3 separate regions of the Rattus norvegicus genome follow, and regions 1 and 2 are each linked to region 3. A link is a contact called in public Hi-C data. All regions are on one chromosome and are shown on one strand. Each heading gives the region's core, a stretch centred on a gene start, on an enhancer-like site or on the middle of the called end of the contact. The rest is flanking DNA. Distances are from core to core; before and after follow the strand shown. Region 1 holds the start of Ube2q2l (ubiquitin-conjugating enzyme E2Q family member 2-like). Region 2 has its middle 81 kb from the start of Ube2q2l. Region 3 holds the start of Usp9x (ubiquitin specific peptidase 9, X-linked).

Region 1 (4,049 bases), core at 941-3,440, 140 kb after region 3:
CAGTAGAAAAAATTAGAAGTCTCCAAATTAGGCATTTGTGGAACTTAAATGTATAATTTCTGCTCAAGGAATCTGCTGAGCACTTTACAAAGTTTATCAGCCTACAACGAGTTGCAGCATCCCGTTAGTAAAATGGAAAGGAAGAATGGCAGCGTTCACAACTAACCCCAAGCTGTAGACTGTGGCTCTGCTTCATAACAAAGAGCAAACCAATAAGAAACAAATTCATTAGTACCTGAGATGGAGGGGCAGAAGGATCTGGAGCTCCTGGCCAGCCTCGGGTACCTGAAACCCTGTCTCAAAGAAAGGGCAGAGGAAGAGGAGAAAGACTTAGCTAAGCAAGACCAGTGCAAACGACTTCGAGCCTTAAGTAGCTTGCTTGCCCTTGATTGCTTTGCCCAAGTACACTGTAACTTAGTTTCAAGAGCCCAGCTTTAGGAAACAGTTCATATCATAACCTAGCCATAAAAATGTTATCAATTCTTGAGCAAAGTTCCTATCATTATTTAGGCAATCAAATGGCTTTAGACCCCAAAAGACTGTAGTCGAGAAGACATAACCATTCAGCTGGGAACATAGCTCAACGGGATAGGTCGTGTAGAACGCAGGAAGCCCTGGGTTCCATCCCAAGTATCACGCACACAAAAAAAACCCACAGAAACCCAAATCTCTTCTGAGCCAGTATTGGACACTGGCAAAACTTTTATTGGCACTAAATGGAACAAATGTTTGTAAATACTTATTACCCCCCTCCCTCCCCAAATAGCTCAATAAACGAAAATTATCTAAAGTCACAACTGACTGGCCTACTTAACACATTCACATCAAGGAAAACGGATGACGAAAAATGAACACTATGATTATTTATCAGGGAAAACCACAGTAAAGGCTCACAGTTTGGCCCAAGACCCCCACAGTAAGCAAAACGAAAAGGTTGAAACGTCTACTGGCGGTCAGTTGACAGATTATCCACTAAAACACCAATTAGCTAATATCTTCCGCACTACTGTTACAAAGATATGCAAAGCTTGTGTCTTTAAAGCTACATTTTTCCAAACACATGGCAGTCTATTTACCCATCTTCCTTTGGAGGAGTGAACCAGCCTTTTTTCTCATGCATCTGCACGACAGAGTCATAGGACTGTTGGGCTGTTTCTAGATTATATTGATTCTTATCTGCTCCAAAGCGCACCCTGGCCTTGCCTTTGACTAGGGTGGCGTTGATCTGCATAATAACCGATTCTATGGAGTACGCGCTGCTCCAGCCCTGCTTGGTGAGCAGTTCCATACACAATGCCCCTCCGCCCAAGACATACCCTCCAGAGAGAATGGGCAACTCGACGCGAACAAAGGGAGGATCAAACGGAAAGTTATCTTTGAAAGAAAAGTTAAGCAAAATATATTCTATGCCTTCTTTTTCTTTCAAGAGCTGAAGGTCGCCGTACAAGGGACTATCGGGGTCAACCTTCCTCAGTTTAACGTGCCAGTCATATAAGCTGTCGTTTATCAGTTCCACAGAATAAGTCCCCGACTTGTAACTCTGCGACCTGTATATCTCTCTGAGTTCTTTCATGAGTCTATTTGAAGCATGCACTGAGCCAGACACGGTACCATTCAAATGCTCTTGCCTTTGGCTCTTCTTGATATTCTCTAATATTGCCAAATGCTCTTTCTCAAGCCCTTCATCCTCTGACTTTTTCTCACTACAAGTATCTTCTTTCAGCTCATAATGATCCAAGTCTTCCAGCCCGTCAGCTGCATCTTCCTCTTCATCTTCAGAAGGCACCTCCTCGATGGTCGCTTTCTGGGCGATGGGGACCGGCTGGTCCAGCATCTTCACATCCAGGTGCTCAGGCAGGTTATATAAGCTGCAGAGTTCGCAGATCAGCCACTTGAGCTGCTGACGAAGCGAACTGTTGGGCTTCGAATCTTCCAGACGTTCCAGGATCGATGTGAGGTCTGGATCGTCAGAGTCCACGAACCATATCGGCGGCGAGGATGGGTAGGACTCGGTGATGGTGCAGTGCAGGGTGAGCGGCGGCGGCAAGGGCGGGCTGCCCGCGGGCGCCGGCGGCACCAGGAACTGACACTGCAGCTCATCCAGCTGCCAGCTCACGATGCGCAGCCGCTCGTGGTCCTTGTCGAAGATGGACGCTAGGAACTCCAGCTCGGCCTTAAGCCCCGACGACATCCTTCCTCTCGGGTCCTCCGAGACGAGTGTGGAAGCGAAGCGGCCCCGCGAGACGCCTGCTGGGCTGCCACCGCCCCTGGGGCCGCCGGGCCGGGCTCCTGCGGCTCCGCCTCTGCCCGCCTCCGCGACCCGCAGAGCGTGGCCGCCGCAGTCATAAGTCTAAGCACTGTGTCGCACAGTGATCTACAGGGCCTTTTCGTCTTGCATAAGGGAACCTTTTGTTATTTTTGTTTTTTAAATTTTGCTTTGAAACATAGTCTCGAATAGCGGGGGCTGGTTTTGAACTCTGTGTAACCAAAGATGGCCTTGAACGCCTGACCCTCCCGCCTCTGCCTCCCTCTTCACCCAGTGCTGATATCACAGCGCCACCACACCCAGTTTATGGCCTACTGGGAATGGAAGCCAAGGCCACATGCATTCTAGGCATGCAAGCTACAGTCAGAGGCTGACTTTCAAAGAAATTTGAACTTCTGATCTTTCTACCCTCACCTCCTGGGTGGTGGGATTACAGGAACGCACCACCACAGCTAGTTTGTGTTGTGCAAAGGCTACCCAGGGCTTGGATCCCCAGTCGGTTCATTTCGATAGTCATTTTAGTTGTTTCCATATGGTGGCTAGCTTGAATCCTGCTGCAGTGAACATGGTTCACTGATTTCAGAGGTGGGAGATGGCTCAGCAAAAAAGTCTCACTCGATACCCAAGCCTGAGGAGTTCAAATCTTCAGCGCATGTATAAAAAGCTTGGCTTGACCTAACATAGGCCTGTAATCCCAGAGCTGTGTGAGAGGCAGACTGGGAGCTTGCCTTGCCTTGCCTTACCTTCTCGCCTTGCCTTGCCTGCACATAACAAAACACATACACACAGTGAGTCGGGGAGGCAGAGAGGAAAGAGTGGGGGAGGGTTGCGGGGGGGGGGGGATGACAGACAGACAGAGACAGAGACACAGAGAGACAAAGACACAGAGAGCAAGGACAGAGACGGGGGAGAGAGCTCCTGCTTTTGATTCTTTTGAACAGTAAGCAGAAGCAGGCTGGTGGAATCATAAGGCTTTATGCTGTACATAGATTTTTAAGGAAACTTCACGACTACTTTCAGTTCACCAGTTTCTCCACATCTTTGTTACCACTGGTCATTTTCTTTTCGCTTTTATTATTGTTTATTTTTATCATGCCTCCTACGAGTGAGGTGTGACAAGACACTTCTTGGTGGCTTTCATCTGCAGTTTGGGTTTCACAAGAGTCACACTTCCTGTCTTCTCATGAGAAATGCCTATCGAGTCCTTTGTCCATCTTAAAACCAGGTTTTTGCTTTGTTTGTTTTGTGATATTAACCTAAAAGTTTCCATCTTTATTTTTCTCTTCTGTGTGTGGGTATTTTGCCCCATGTATGTATGTGTGCACATCAAGTGAGTGTGGCACACGTGTGGGCCAGAAGAAACCCCTAGGACTGGGGTTACAGGCCGTTGTGAACTGCCATGTGGATGCTGGGAATTTAATGCGGGTCCTCTTAACTGCCGAGCCAACTCTCCAGCCCAAGGTATTAACCTTTTTTTTTTTGTTTCTTTGTCGGTTGTTTTTTGAGACAGACTTTCTCTGTTTAGCCCTGGCTGACCTGAAACTCACTCTGTAGACCAGGCTGACCTCAAACTCAGAAAGATCTGCCTGCCTCTGCCTCCTGAGTGCTCAGATGAAAGGCGTGCACCACCACTGCTCGACTAAGATATTAATGTGAAATTATTACATGTGTAAAGTTTGAAGCATTTTCTCAAATTCTACTGGCTGCTTTTTCATACTGTTGACTATTCTGACCAGGAGTTTCTTAGTTCGATGTAATTTTCCATGTCCGGTTTTGGCTTTGT
Region 2 (3,713 bases), core at 632-3,131, 220 kb after region 3:
GCTGGGATTTGAACTCAGGATCACAGGAAGAGCAGTCAGTGCTCTTAACCACTGAGCCATCTCTCCAGCCTCTTTCTTTCTTTCTTTCTTTCTTTCTTTCTTTCTTTCTTTCTTTCTTTCTTTCTTTCATTCATTTTTCCCCAAAATTATTCATCCTTTTTCTCCTATTCCCTAAGGCAACCATTTTTTTCTTCTCATAATAATTTCTTCCTGTACTTTGTTCGCTATCCTGACCTGTGCAGGGATGTCTAAATGTACAAAAGAAAATCAGCGTTCTGAAAGATAGCCATCCTACCAGTCCCCAAGCCTCCACTAGAATTGCACCATCATTTGACTAAACCAACAGCTAACGTTTACATCACTGTAATTGTATACGTGTGCTTCATGGCGCAGCGATACAGTCCCGTCCCCCCCCCCCCGAAAGTATCTCTTTGCTTGCCCAGCTATTTCTATTTCCTGAGATCAACCGTTGCCCATTCTCTTCATTTATGTTTTGTAAATACTAATAATTAATCCACCTCACAATCTTTTATTGCCCTCTAATTCTCTTTCCCTCCCTTCCCCTTTCCCTTTCTCTTCCTTTTCCTTATTTCCCCCTCCCTCCCTTTCTTCCACTGCTGAGAATAGAACCTAGGGCTTCATGCATAACTAAGCCTGTACTGGCCCTGAGCTACCTCCTAGCCTACTGCACCCCTCTGGTATTCACCAGCATCCAGCCTACTGCGCCCCTCTGGTATTCACCAGCATCCACCCTTCCGAAGAATCCATTGGTCACTGGATCTGTCTGCAGTGCTTGCACTCTGGAGGTCTGGGAGTCTCGTCCACTGTCACCCTGGGAGCCTCCATCACCGAGCACCCTCTTGAGCGACAACTCTTACTCTCAAGGATTTTTCTCCCTTGCTAGAGCAGCTCTGTTAGCTCTCGAGGACCAGATGCATGGGAGGTCAAGGTTTTGAGATGGTTCATCTAAACATGCAGTTAATTAGTCTCATTAATGGACTTTTTTTTACAGGTCCCATCTCTGTTGGAATTCATTTTTCTTGGCATTTTTAAAATACTGATTTTGTTTTTGATGATGCGTATATGTGTAGGGGAGGAGGTGTGCACGTGGGGTTGGAGTTATAGGCGGATGTGATCCACTGGAGGTGGGTGCTGGAAAGCACTCAACCACAGAGCGTCAGTCCAGCCAGCGTTGTTATAAGGCCAATACTATGCTAACTAAACTTCACCTCCAGGAATTCGTTTGTATTTTTTTAAATAATTAATTAAAAAAGTATTTTGAGACAGAGTCTCATTTGTAGCGCTCCAGCTAGCCAGCCTGGAACAAAGACCCACCTGCTTCTGCCTCCTGAGGGCTGACACTAAAGGCGTTGCCCCCATGGTTGGGCTCTCCTCCATATCTGAGAGATTTACTCAACCTTACCTTCCAGTCTGCCTAGTTATGAGGTTGTTAGGTAGGACATGAGAGCACACAAAGAGAACTCTGAGAAGGTATCATGGAGTTTTTCATGTCTTCTAGCCATCTTTTCTTTTTTCTTTTTTTACCCCTTTAGGTGGCTTTTCCTATCCCTAGGTGTCTTTACGTGATTGCAATATCATCTCTGATTTCTTGGAAAATATTAACTACTGAAGTGGCTACATCTCTCATTCTTTTTCTTCCTAATGATTTTATCTTCAATGTTTTGTGCTCTGTCTTGGCATAGTTAGTGGGTTTCCTGGGGGTAACTAGTAGTCCCAGGTCCTAAGATTATAACCTAAGAACGTGATTAGAAGAGAGTCTGATGAGGACGGTTGGGTGTGACGTTAGTTAGACCACTATTCTGGTATCTAAAGCTGCCAGCGCCTGAGAAATGCAGCTTTCTGGCATGCTGATGACAGGAGAACTGATGGTATTTTCCAGTGAGGGTCACCGGGAGATGAGGGCTGAGGGTCACTTCACCCTCAATCACTCCTTATTCTTGACGTAGATTCCCTCGTTCAGCCATGCTTAATATGCCCCAGTCAAGCGACAACACCCTTTAAACAAATGCGCACGGACACACACACACACACACACACACACACACAGAGAGAGAGAGAGAGAGAGAGAGAGAGAGAGAGAGAGAGAGAGAGAGTGTGTTCAGCGTGCAGCGGTCCGGGAAGCCGTTGCGTTTCTGAGGCTGGTCATCTGGATGTCTACAGCTCCTGACACACACTGTCAGTGAGTACTGTTTTGTCTTCTGGCTCGAATCCACCTTTTTCTGTTTGGCTTTGTGCTGGCTGGGCGGAGTCTGCTAGCCCCATTGATTTCGCTGGCTGTTCCTTGCTAGACTTCACCCGTAGAGGGCAGTAGAGGGAAGCAGGCCGGCTGGCAAAAGATACAGGGACAAGCTTCCCACTCCAGCCTGCCGCAGTCCAGCCTGGCTTAAATGCTCCAGCAGCTGGGTTTCTCTGCAGCATGGCAGTTTTGCAGTTCTTGAGCTGCCTTATCACGTCCTCACCCCAGGAACACTTGAACCTGTGCGTGCAGCAACACCCTGCTTTGGGGGCGCGGGGCGGGGACATATGTTCCAGTCCTTAGGGACCCTTCTCTGACCTACTAGTTTTTTTTTTAATAATTCCACCCTCTTTTCTTTGTTTCCCCAGCCTTGAGGATGCTCACTGCCTCCTGTGGTTACTGCCTCCATGATACCTTCTCAGAGTTCTCTTTGTGTGCTCTCATGTCCTACCTAACAACCTCATAAGTAGGCAACTCACTAATTCAGTGCACTAATTAATGCACTGAAATTCTTCTGCTCAGCCTGGGGGCGTCGCTCAGCAGCACTGGTCGGGTGTGTGCAATTGCGGTCCTGGGTTCTCTCCGAGGCATGGTCCTGTTTACACAGCTTCTGTCTCCAAGCTAGATTCACATTGGCCCAGCTGCTTTCAATATGGCTTTTTAATTTTCCAGTTTCACCGTCACCCCAGTTTCATAAGCTAGGGTTGCCCCCACCCCCAAATCCTGAATCTTTCTGAAACGTAACAAAAGATATCAGTTTGCTTCTTGGATTCAGCCTGTGTGGTCTATTTTCCTAGGTGTTTTGCATCTTCACCCCCAGAGTTCTGTTGCTGTTTGCATTCCCAATCTATCTGCCCTTTGGGGTTTTACTTTTTAAAAAATTAGTTTGCTGTCAGCATAATTAAGTCTGATGGAAAGGATCTAGTATTACTATTATTTTCTTTTCATGAAAAGCATACAGGCATGATGGTAATTGTATAATTTCCAGCACTGAGGAGCCAGAGGCAGCAGGATTACTGCCAGTTTGAGGACAGTCTACTACATCGTGAGTTCAAGGCTGCAAATGGCCAGAGTAGGCAGTTTTCCTTTTTAAAAGGAATAACATGGAAACAGTGCACACCTTTAATCCCAGCATTTGGGAGGCAGAGGCAGGTGGATTTTTCTGAGTTCAAGGCCAATCTGGCCTACAGAGTGAGTTCCAGGAAGGCCCTGTCTCAATAAACAAATCAATAAATAACTAAGAGGAATGACATCAAACCTGGAAAATGTTCCCTGACAAGCCAGGACGGTGGTCTGCTCCAGGCTTCTATTCAAGGGACTAGAGCAGAGACGTGGACGAAGTGCATAGGGAATTTCTACTGGATTTCTCAGTCATTCCTGAGGACACATGAAATAGTTTACAATGTGTGTTGTGTGCATGTGTTGTGTGTCTCCATGCATGTGGTGTGTGGTGCAT
Region 3 (3,841 bases), core at 193-2,692:
GCGGGAGGGCGGAGAGGAGACAAACTAGTCCGCAGGCCTGATAGCCAGGCGTCGCCGGCGTCGCCGAGGCCTAGCTCTCCCGCTCCAAATCACTCCACCTCAGTAATGGCGTTCGGTGTCAAGTGGAACAGGCTGAGGGCGTCCGCGGCCGGGTTAAGGGGCGCGCGAACCAACCGTCCCCGCCCCCACCCCCGGCGCGCCCGCGCGCCGTCGCGCGCTCCGAGCCGACCTCCCGCGCGGGTGGAGGGGCCGCACGCCGCGCACGGAGTCTCCATCCTCCTCCTCTCCACTCTAGTCAGGACGGGAAGGGGGAGGAAGGGGAGGGCCAGAGCCGTCAGCCATTTTCCCTGCCAGTCCAAAACACACTCACACACACCGACACGCTCATTCACAGACACGGACACGCGCTCACGGGACACCTACCGCGCGCACGACGGAGGCTCGCGCGCGTTCGCGTTGGCCTGGCCCCCGGGTGACAAGGGAAGCCCCCCACACCAACAGCCAGTGACCCCCAAGGGAGGGACCTCTTACGCACGCACACCCCCTCGCGCCGTCCTCCCCACCCCTCCAGCCAGCTGTAGGCCCCAGAAAGGCGAGTGGCCCGGCATCGCCAAGCTAACTACTCACCAAACACAACACAGGAGTCTTCTAAGAAGCAGGACACGCGGAGGCGGGAGACGAAATGCAAAAGCTCGATCCTGGGACGAGGCCTAACCTGGGAGCATCCCAAGCCAGGGGCTGACGAGGGACAAAAATATGAGGAGAGGCTGCGGATGCCGGGCTCACAGCGCTCTACGCGAACCGACAAGGGGTCGGCCCCTCACCCTAGCCGCCCTAGGGCAGCGGTGGCCACGGCCGCCTCCTCCTCCCTCTCAGCCGGCGGCGGCCCTCTTCCCCCTTCTCCCCTCAGGCTGGGGCGCTCTCTGAGCTCAGTCAGGCTCCGGGCAGTGCGTTTCTCCTGCGTCACCTCCTCCTGCTCCTCCTCCTGCAGCGGCAGTTTCACCTTCCCCTAGTCGCCGCCTCTGTCCCCCCACTCCGGGCCTGCTCGCTTGGCTGCGGCTCCTCTCCTCACTCCCGTCACCGACTCCAACCCCTGGGGCGGTAAAGGCAGCCGCCTCCCTTGAGGGAGAGGCGGCGGCGGCGGCCGGCTCCCGCGAGGCCTGGGAGCGGGTGCAAGGCAGGGAGGGGGTTCGGTAGGACAGAGAGGAGGGCCCGAACGGGCCGTTTACCGAGAGGTTGCGGCTCCGCCACCGGCGGAGTCTAGCTTCCGCAGCTTTGAGTACCACAGCCTCGTCAATATGGCGGATCCAACAAATCAAAAAAGAAAAGAGAAAAAGAAAAAGAAAAAGAAAACCCGCACGGCCAGTGGCAGTGTCGGCGGCGGCAGCGGCAGCAGCGACAGCGACAGCAGCGGCAGCAGCGGCAGCAGCGCAGACTCCCACTAGTCTCAGCGCCGCCCAGGCTCAGAACTTCCCCGCCCCCGTCAGGCCCCTCCCCCTCCAAACCCCGCCCCTCCGCGCTGGGCCCGGCCCCTCCCCCTGCCCAGCCCCCATCTGGGCCAGCTGCCCCCTCTCCCTGTCCACTTCGGGTTGGTGAGGGAAGGAAAGGAAGAACGCTCTGGGCCACTAGGGGGCCCGGACAAGGCGGTGGAAGGCTGTAACACAGCAAACTGGGTGGGGGAGGAGAAAACAATGCTAGGGAAAGATTATTCAGCTCTACCGTCGCTTCCGGACGGCCTGTCCAGGGTATCTTGCGAGAGCCAGAGACTCTTACATACCCCTCAGCTAGGGGACCTGGCCGAAGGCTGACGAAGGACCCAGAACACTCCAAAGAGGAGGGTGGGGTGGGGTGGGGGAAGGGAGAAACCCAGCAGGCAGCCTGAGCAAAGGGACTAGTCTGTCAGTAATGGTGGGGATGTGGACAGGAGAGGGTTAAGCACAGAAGCTGCAGCCTTGTCGCCGAGTTTGACTAGGGCTGCTTGTTTTTGTTCCATTGTGAACCGTGGCCCCACCATGGAGTGCCCGGATGGTGACGTCACCCGCCTCCCCCTTTTCCGGAATGGTTGGGGGGGTTGGGGGAGGACCGAAAGAAGAGATTCCTGGGTCCCAATGCTAGGCGTTTGCACCCGCGTCGCTTGAGGGTCTTGACTGCGCAGCTGACCCGCGTCACGTGACACGAGGACAGGACAGGTGGTGCCAGGTCCTGAGGGTTTGGCCACCTGCACCCGGCCGATAAGGGGAAGGTGTGGCTTGCACTCCAGAGCAGAGAGCCTTCCCACTCCACTTTGAGGGAGGCGCTTTAAGCAGCCCATTCACAGGATCCTGCAGCATCAGTACCTAAAAGCATTTCGTCAGTCTTAAAGGCATAGTGACTGGGACTGAGAATATTTTGGACACAGGAATCCTTACAACAGAAAAGACAAAAAATTATACACTATCCTACACACCTTAGCTACTCAGTAATACTAAGTCTAGCAAAATGAACTTCCATTGCCCTATCATCAGCACTATTCAGTGTGAGAACCTGGGAGGGACTTAGGAACTCATCCGCTATGTCAGGGACTATTTTCTGTATACTGAGAATTCAAAGTACAGGCTGCAGAGGAAAAATGTATCAGAGCAATCTCAAATGTTGGTAGGTTTGGAACAATTCCATAATTTACCTAAAATTCACAAATGAAGAGGAAATAAATCGATCACATTTCATTTTGACTTAAAAATGCCTGTTGGCAGCAAATCTCATTTAAAATCATTATAAAATACTATAAAGTCCATTATATTTCGTATAGGGTTGTTGAAGTATGCTATAAATATAGTCAATTCTAATAAATGAATGTTAAATGGAATCCCAAAGAATTCAGGTGATAGGGGTTGGGGATTTAGCTCAGTGGTAGAGCTCTTGCCTAGCAAGCGCAAGGCCCTGGGTTCGGTCCCCAGCTCCGAAAAAAAAAGAAAAGAAAAAAAAAAAAGAATTCAGGTGATAATGAGTTACTGGTGTAATTTTTTAAAACCATTTCTCTATGCAGCACATGACTGTTTTCACCACAAAAACAAATAGCTTACCCTAAACCCATTATTTATAGTCCTTATTATAACTCTCAACACATGCAATCTTGTTTATGTAATTACTTCCATGCATGCTTTCCCTTGCTTATGGAGCCTCCCAAGAGAGAGGTTACCACCCATTGAACACTCTAAATTTGCTAAGCGGGGAGGGTATTTAATCCTCAGAACCCTCTGAAACAGAGGGATTAGTATCTGTAGCCTTGATTTTAAATAGAAAAACAAAACTGGTAAATCATTTGTTTAAGATCAACAGGATTGGTAAATAAATGTAGTTCTTTTGGCCACATCTAAAGTGCATCCTTAACAAAAATGTCCACAGTAGCCAATTCTATTCAGCATTATACTTGAGGTTCTAGCCAAAGAAGGAAAAGACGTGAGAGATTCCCAGATATGAAAGGAAAAATTAAAACTTTCCTTGCAAATAACATAATCTTACATAGGGAAAGTCCTAGGTAATCCTCTATTAAAAACAATAAAACTAATACATGATTTTTTTAACAAGACTGAGGCTAGAGATCTGTCTACTTCCATTCATCCTCTCAAACAAAATGCTATCACATTATACCCTAAAAATATGATTACTATGTGTCAATTTAAAATTACAATCCAACCCTTTTTAGGCAACCTACAGAATGTTTTTTTAAAAAGTCTCTGTAAATCATTTATCTAATAGGGAATTAACATCCACAATATTACCTTCAACTCAACAGCAAAACAAATAAAATCCTTCAATATAGAAAAAAACAAAAGGGTCTAGAGTGAGGGTCTAGGATGGC

What was found. A called contact is a pair of places that touch in the nucleus more often than the background predicts.
Region 1: a contact with region 3 is called in a Hi-C map of liver, with 1.8 times the contacts expected there. The contact joins the promoter of Ube2q2l here to the promoter of Usp9x in region 3. A contact is called at or near these places in 3 of 12 Hi-C or Micro-C datasets (the A7r5 cell line, liver and mammary epithelial cells) and 1 of 1 datasets of contacts at active chromatin or transcription factors (oligodendrocytes).
Region 2: a contact with region 3 is called in a Hi-C map of Schwann cells, with 4 times the contacts expected there. The contact joins the enhancer-like site here to the promoter of Usp9x in region 3. A contact is called at or near these places in 3 of 12 Hi-C or Micro-C datasets (Schwann cells, frontal cortex and kidney) and 1 of 1 datasets of contacts at active chromatin or transcription factors (oligodendrocytes).

The regions. Positions count from the first base shown.
Region 1 is chrX:12,511,289-12,515,337 of GRCr8, forward strand. It overlaps Ube2q2l (ubiquitin-conjugating enzyme E2Q family member 2-like), which reads right to left and starts at 2,191. Exons shown (of 1, transcript NM_001135997.2): 1 at 670-2,191. The coding sequence starts at 2,191. The coding sequence ends at 1,073.
Region 2 is chrX:12,592,325-12,596,037 of GRCr8, forward strand. No RefSeq gene overlaps it. Among named protein-coding and RNA genes, the nearest start is that of Ube2q2l, 81 kb to the left of the region's middle. Within about 2 kb of position 1,882, at least 31 of the 93 cell types and tissues checked have an H3K27ac peak or open chromatin away from gene starts, as enhancers often do. A contact at or near this core is called in Schwann cells, where this site is marked.
Region 3 is chrX:12,368,049-12,371,889 of GRCr8, forward strand. It overlaps Usp9x (ubiquitin specific peptidase 9, X-linked), which reads right to left and starts at 1,443. Exons shown (of 45, transcript NM_001135923.2): 1 at 1,230-1,443.